2 separate regions of the Cyprinus carpio genome follow, and region 2 is linked to region 1. Evidence: chromatin contacts called from public Hi-C data. All regions are on one chromosome and are shown on one strand. The core of a region is the stretch at or near the end of the contact, and the rest is flanking DNA. Distances in the headings are between cores, read along the strand shown. Region 1 overlaps lrmda (leucine-rich melanocyte differentiation-associated protein). Region 2 holds the start of LOC109100977 (zinc finger protein 503-like).

Region 1 (3,630 bases), core at 406-2,905:
AGCATCACATAGCACTCCCATAGGCCTGGGCTTGATAATGAATGCATCGTTTCATCTTGTAGGAAAGGATAGCAAACAATCATTTGTGGTTATCACAATTCACACATGAAATCGATTTTGCAAGTCAACAAAAAAAAAAAGAAAATGGAGGTGAGTAGCTTTAAGAGGAGTGTGGTTATAGCCTATAGAATCAGTCTTTGCTTGTGCAATGTGATTTATGGTGTGTTGCAACAGCCGTTCATCCAAATAAAAGATTACTGAAAGTTGCCAAACTACACACTCCTGGGGTATTTCTCTTTTTTACCAGAAGAAATAAAAACATCTCAGCAAAACATGAGTACCTAAAAAAAAATTCATATACAGCGAGGCCCAAAGGTCTGAGACCACTAGTGAGAATATTTTTTGAATTGGAGGGAAGGGAAGGAAAGTTTTTTTTTTTTTTTTTAAATCATTAAATTATTTACATTTGATCACAATTCAAAACAGCTGTTTTCTATTTTAATTCTATAAGAATGTAATTTATTCCTGCAATGGCAAAGATGTATTTTTAGCAGCCATTACTCCAGTCTTCAGTGTCACACGATCCTTTAGAAATCATTCTAATATGTTGATATGGTGGTGGAAACATTTCTTTTTATGATCAATGTTGAACTCTTGTTGAACTCTTGTTGAAATCTTAATATTTCTGTGGAAATCACAAATGTTTTTCAGGATTCTTTGATGAACAGAAAATTCAAACGAACAGTTCTAACATTATAAATGTCTTACCTATTATAACCTTTTGTCCAATTTCATGCATCCTTGCTGAACAAAAGCATGAATTTATTCCTAATTAAAATGTTATTCTTATTAAAATACTCCTAATTCAGTGTTTAAATATTAATTATCTAAGATTAAAAGACCAGATTTCCAAGGCGTTGTCAGACTTTTGGATACCTCTGTATGGTACAGACATTATAGAGACAAAAATCACTTGTGCATGTTCATTAGTGCAGACACACAGTGTTCTGACCTGTATCTCTGATAGTCGTCTTCATCTTTATCCATGCTGACCAGCTGGTTGGGACAGGCCTCATTTCCCAGAAGGCTCAGGTATTCCAGCGCTGGCGTCACTTCCACCAAATGCTCCAGCAGGGCCTCGATGTCGGTGAAGTGTCACGGGGCAAAGGTCAAGGAATGCAGGCTGTAAACTACATTAGCATTTACTCTGTGCCCTCCGCTGGCCTGGCCAGCCAGAAGAACTCTGTCAAATTTACCGAAACCCTCCGAAAGAGCTCAATAGCCATTGAGAATACAAAGAGTGGGTAAATTTAAGGGTGAGATTTTGGCATTTGCTGCAAGTTTGGCTGTTCTCTTCTCCCATTCCTCTTCCCATTTCCTGGGTGGCTTGGTCCAGAACATTAAAAACATTGACAAAATGATGGATGCCTTGTGGTAAAAACAGTTAGTGACTCCCTAAGCCATGGACACCCCCTCCCCTTCACCCAGCACAGGGAAACAAACAGCCACTTCACAGCAAATTCATCACTAATACATTCACTTCATTGGAAAATGGTGCCTGAAACGTGTCAAAATACAACCACACTAATGCAGCACTTGAATTTCAATGGCAGCAGGCCACTACAGGATGTAAATAATTGGCCCATTAGCATGTGCAGCCCACTTCACAGCAGAATTTGGGTCGGAGCTGCTGACACTCTGTCGGAGGAGAGCTGTTTGGAGAACAGAGGGTGAGGCTGTGTCATTATTATGTAGATAGATAGCATCCAGCGACAAACAGCAGAGCATAAATTTTCGTCAGGCTAGCACATTTACTTTTGCCATTTATTTCTCTTTGAGTCCCATCACACAAACTAAATGTAACGTGTCGTAGTGACGTAATTGCCGACTGTCAACGGACGGAAACCTGAAACTTCCAGTCTGGCTTCAAAGATTTACTTTTGGCGTGGGGTAGCTGATACGTTAGCTTATTAAAACAGCTAATGCTACACTGGGGAATTTAAGAGTTCAAATATTGGTTAATAAACTGTTTGCTCTGCTTTCTGGTCATGTGGCCTTGCACTAATATACTGTAACTATGATATGGGTCACCATATGATATGATTCTAAGAGAGATGTCTAACAGGGCTTTATCTTTCAGTCATAGGACTGTGCTGGGTATTTTGTTTCGCCTCTCCTCCACTAGAGGTCACCATGGCACAAACTCAAGTGAGTTTATAAAGCAACCCCATTAGACAGAAGCTCAATTTAACACAATAACATCATTTAAAAAGACAAAGTGTGGCAAAAGGCGATGCTGCACTGCATTGCAAAGAAACTCACCGAGTATCCTGTCATTTTGGTCAAGCGTGAGAGCTGAAAAGCAAAGCTCGAAAAAGGATATTTGGTTCTTATTGAGCGTTAGGGTATGGAGCCGTGGTAACCTGGGCAACCGGAGGTCATTTCCAAGAAGATTGTTGTCCACAATCAGCTCTTCCAGTTGGCTGAATGCTTTCAGACCTTTCAGTGACCTGCAATGATAAGGCAAGAGAGGAAAAATGATATGGTCCTAAACCTGGGCAGATATTATGTGCAGAAATAAATATTTCAGGCGGGCCCTTTAACAGGCCGGAATAGTTTGGGCTTGGGACTGTCAGGAGAGTGAATGATAAGAATTAGTGGCGCTAAGATCCCCTGGCATGGTGCGGCATGCTTCACACGCTGGCAGCGTGAGTGATGAGGGTCACTCGTGAGTAGCCAGGATTCAAAACAAAAGGGCTTCAGAAATGCAGTGTGCGGGATGAATTTGTCAATGTCTTGTGCCTTCAGGCACCCAGCTTTGCCTGACCCTAACCCTCCATTCCCAAGATAAATAACTCTGTCACAGTTCACCTTCACTCCCCCAACACAAATTTAACTCGTCATCCATCATTTTCCCAGCACAACTATAATGCCTAGCCACAAACGGAACTTCTCCGATGAGCCGCTTACAGTTAAAAACAACTGCTTTACGGTGGGAAAAGTTTGATGTTTCTCCCTTTACTCCCCATTGTGACACCTAATCCCCCACTGACACTCGTGCATGCAGGCACACGGTCCCCAAGGACTTTCCCTCCGTTTGGGTCTTCCCCCCGCCCTGCGCTGGCATAAACATGATGGAGGGTGGTGCTCTGGGTAATGTTGGGGCCTTCCAAAGTTCATGGCGTGGAAGGTGCATAAAAGCCAGGGTGTGTGTTTCTAATCCCTCAAATGGTAAAGGCTGACAACCTACAATGTTAATGTGTCCAGCCTTAGTTAATTGACATTTAGGTCTGTCAGCCTCCTTGAGCAAAGAACAACTCGATGGCAACAAAATGCTAGCCTTCAGCGCTCTTGGGGCAAAGCCCATAACCTGCATAACAATCTTATGGATTTTGTTGTCATGAGACTTCTTGTGGTACAGTAGCGTGGAAAATCCCAAGGCAATCTGGAAAGAGCTCACAGGAGTAAATGTTGATATCTAGCCAGGTGAAGTCTGTCTTCGGAAAACACCCAACTATTGTAGCAACGAACAAATCGGTCCTTCTGTCAGTGTCATAAAACTCTGTTGTGTTATGCAGATACCTTGCTCTTATGATTACATTTTATGGGCTTTAAAAGATGAAGAAAGCA
Region 2 (3,630 bases), core at 650-3,149, 170 kb after region 1:
TTTCACGCTGATGACTGTCCACTCCAGGTTTTCTTGCTGTTATTGTTTTTCTGTGTGTCTGATTTACTCAGAAAGAGTTTAATTTTGTTTGAGGGTTGCTATAATAATCGTTTTGTTTGATGTGACAACTTTGATAGGCGTTGATTTACTTACAAACTGATAGGCTTTTAATTGAGCGCCTCCATCCAGTGAGAGATGAAAGGCAAAGCGCATTGAAAAGCTGCCCGATTGCCCCGGAGCCTCGATACTGATTAGCCGTCTCAGCGGTGAATAGTTCAAGGCATTTTAAACTTCTTTTCTCAAAGGTCTGACAGACCATTTCTCTTTCTTTTGTGTCTTTTGGTATTAATTTTATTGTGTGTAAATAAAATTTAGTTGACATGAAAAAAATTGTCTGGACTTTTTTTATTATCATTAGGCTATTATTATTATTATTATTATTATTATTATTATTATTATTATTATTATTATTATATTCTCGTTTCATTTAACATTCCAAGTAAGTTCAAGTTGTGTTGGGTTTTGCCTGAGGTGATCTGATACCAGCGAAGTTCACATTTGTGCAAAACATGGATCCGGAAAAACCTGAAACTGCATGTGAGACAAGGAAAATGTAATTTGAAGTAGCCTAGCTATCATGTACATCTGTCTGAAACTTAGTCCCAGCATGTTTAAAACGGGTCTTACTGCTTGTGCAGTCAGAAAATGTTTTTCTTTTTAATTCAGTATGCACTTGCAGAAGAAAATAGCCTAAAACAAAATTAAAAACTAATCTAACAAATGATAATAGACGTAAAATATGACAACAGGTAGTTACAGTATCCAATTGCTTGGTTAATTTGGGGGGAGAAAGCTCAGCCTATAGTTTATAGCCTAAACAGTAGCCTAAGCAAAAATAAAAAATTAAATATAGCCTAAAAATAAAACATTACTTGCCCTGTGTTATTATAAGTAAAATTGTCATTTTCATATTTAAATTGGCCGAAAACGCCGTCAAAAGTTCTTCAGAAATTAAAAAACTGGGTTGTTTTACTTAGCAACTGTATTAAATGACCAGTGGTTGATTTTCTGTTTCTTGTCTCACCGGAGATTTTAAACAAAAACCTTTCCAAACTGAATAAAGCATAGAAACAACATGCCCCTCAGATTATAAGTGACTCTTCTCCAGGATGCTGCTTTTGCCCTTTTCTCCGTCACTCGCGGCACACAATCAGCTTCAAAGGCTGACTTGAAGTAAGAAAGGGATTGACAGCAACTGACAAATAACTGATTGATTGCGGTCGAGCAGAATTGACAGTTGACGGAGGGGTGGGATGGAAATAGAAGGGCGGTGTATATTATATTGAAAACATGTGACATTCACATCCCTCTATCACTGCATTGGTCTGCTCTTGTCAACGCCTGTCTGATTGGGGAATTCAAACACTACAAGTTGAGCTTATGTTTCTGGTTTGATGTTTTCAGCCCACTCGCATAACAGTAAAAAAAAAAAAAAAATGCACTAAATGCACACAGCATCTTGGAAGAAGACTACATTTCATTTTATACAAAAAAAGAACAAAGTATTAAATCAAAAGGCTATTTGGTTCATAAAATGTAGTCCCTCATACAAAGGGGTGTATAGCCTATAATAATAATAATAATAATAATAATAATAAAAAGAATCCAAAAAACGTTGATGTTTTATTTCTGGTTTTGTTGGTGGTGTTAATTATAATCAATAAAAAGCTAGGCTTACTCTTATTAAAAATCAGACGAAGAATAAAGCTATGGGAGGGAATTATTTCACACTTAGTTTATATTTTAAAAAGATGGCAACTCCAAGGCAATCTGCTCGTAAAAATGAATAAAGAGCATTTTAGATCAAATTTTTGGACACAGGCAGCGGCGTGTACGACAACCTACATGTTGAGCAAAATCTCCTCCCCCAAGTTGTCAAAATAGAGGCTCTTGCAGAAGGAGGAACGTCACATCCCCTTGACCCTCCAATCACCTCGGGGTCCCATTTGATTGGAAGGCGGCAAGGGCTTTAATCTCGGACTAATTCAGATGCTTTTGAAGTGAAAAATTCTACCAGTTCTTGGTTTGGGAGGACAAGCGCGCGGACCTACGGGAAGAGACAGAACGCGCGCTATGCTTACGGTGTCACACGCGGCTCCGGATCTGCGATAACCTTGCGCTCTGCTCCACACGGATTATACTATTTATCTTTATTTCTGCTATTTGAAAGAAGATTACGGCGTCGTTTTTATTTATGAATCTGATAAATGAATTACCAACAAAATACATGAGAATTGGGTCATGATCACATCGCCCTCTGCTTCAAGAAATCGTGATACTGATTTAGTCTGGGAAAGCAGCAGCAGCTCTCGGAATAACAACTCCGCGGTCGTCAGCAAGCCTTTTCTCCATTTCGTCCCTCCTTCGGACCCTTTACGGCAAGCTAACCGACTTCCCATAAAGATTTTGAAAATGCTTACTGCACGCACAGGACACATTTTACACCCTGAATATCTTCAGCCATTGCCATCCACCCCGGTCAGTCCAATCGAGGTAAGATGCGAACTCGATGTTTGTTTGTTTTTAAGCTGTTCGTGTATTTTATCAATACAAGTCCGCGTTCTCTTTTTCCCGGAGAAATGACGGGACATTACTGCAGTCTAGGATTGGATGTAGCGGAGCACAGAGAATAAAATTAATAAAGCCTTATAGCTAGCATCGTATTTTAATTTGACCAGTTTTTCTCTCTAATTCAGCTAACATCGTAAACGCGCTTTTGGCGTAGGATATTTACCATTTCAACCCGTTTTGCGTGATGCGCACATTCTCGAATCTCTTAAAACGTTCAAATAGAAGCGAAGAGTCTTTTAATGTAGTTTATTTGTTGTGTATTTTGACAAATACGTTGCAGTGATTGCGCTTGCACACATTTGATGTCTAAATCTTTTATTTTTATCTATCCTCGCAGCTCGATGCCAAGAAAAGTCCTCTGGCTCTTCTTGCGCAAACATGTTCTCAGATCGGTAAACCGGACCCTCCGCCCTCCTCCAAACTCTCCTCGGTAACATCAAACGGATCTAACGAGAAAGAGTCGAAATCTGGTCCTTTAAAACTGAGTGACATCGGTGTGGAAGACAAATCCAGCTTCAAGCCGTACTCAAAGCCCGGGGATAAGAAGGACTCGTCTTCTGGGGTGTCGAACGGAGAGAAGTCTGGTTTCCGTGTGCCTAGCGCCACCTGCCAGCCGTTCACTCCCAGGACTGGCAGCCCGAATTCCAGCACTTCGGCTTCCCCGATGCCGTCAGACGGGAAGGGAGAGAGAGATGAGAAGAAAGAGTCTGATTGTAATAAAAACTGCACCTCAGATGGATCTGCCCCGACCAGCGTCAGTCACAACCGGATAAGCGTGAGCTGTGCGGGAATTAACGTGGAAGTCAACCAGCACCAGGACACCACGTCAGGATCCAAAGCAGCGGAGTCCTCGTGTGTCACCTCTTCTTCCTCAGCCTCCGTCCTGGGGTCAGGACTGGTAGCCCCCGTTTCTCCGTACAAACCCGGACAGACTGTTTTCCCTCTACCCCCGGCTGGCATGACGTACCCTGGAAGTTTAGCAGGGGCCTACGCCGGCTA

Evidence for each region. A called contact is a pair of places that touch in the nucleus more often than the background predicts.
Region 2: a Hi-C map of liver shows a contact between it and region 1, with 7 times the contacts expected there. The contact joins the promoter of LOC109100977 here to the enhancer-like site in region 1. A contact is called at or near these places in 4 of 8 Hi-C or Micro-C datasets (liver and skeletal muscle).

What each region holds. Positions count from the first base shown.
Region 1 is chrA13:8,796,561-8,800,190 of ASM1834038v1, forward strand. lrmda (leucine-rich melanocyte differentiation-associated protein) reads right to left here. Exons shown (of 6, transcript XM_042768637.1): 3 at 2,384-2,510; 4 at 1,013-1,152. Among protein-coding and RNA genes, the nearest start is that of lrmda, 160 kb to the right of the region's middle. Within about 2 kb of position 1,656, at least 2 of the 8 cell types and tissues checked have an H3K27ac peak or open chromatin away from gene starts, as enhancers often do. A contact at or near this core is called in liver, where this site is marked.
Region 2 is chrA13:8,964,986-8,968,615 of ASM1834038v1, forward strand. LOC109100977 (zinc finger protein 503-like) reads left to right here and starts at 1,900. Exons shown (of 2, transcript XM_042768635.1): 1 at 1,900-2,553; 2 at 2,969-3,630. The coding sequence starts at 2,302.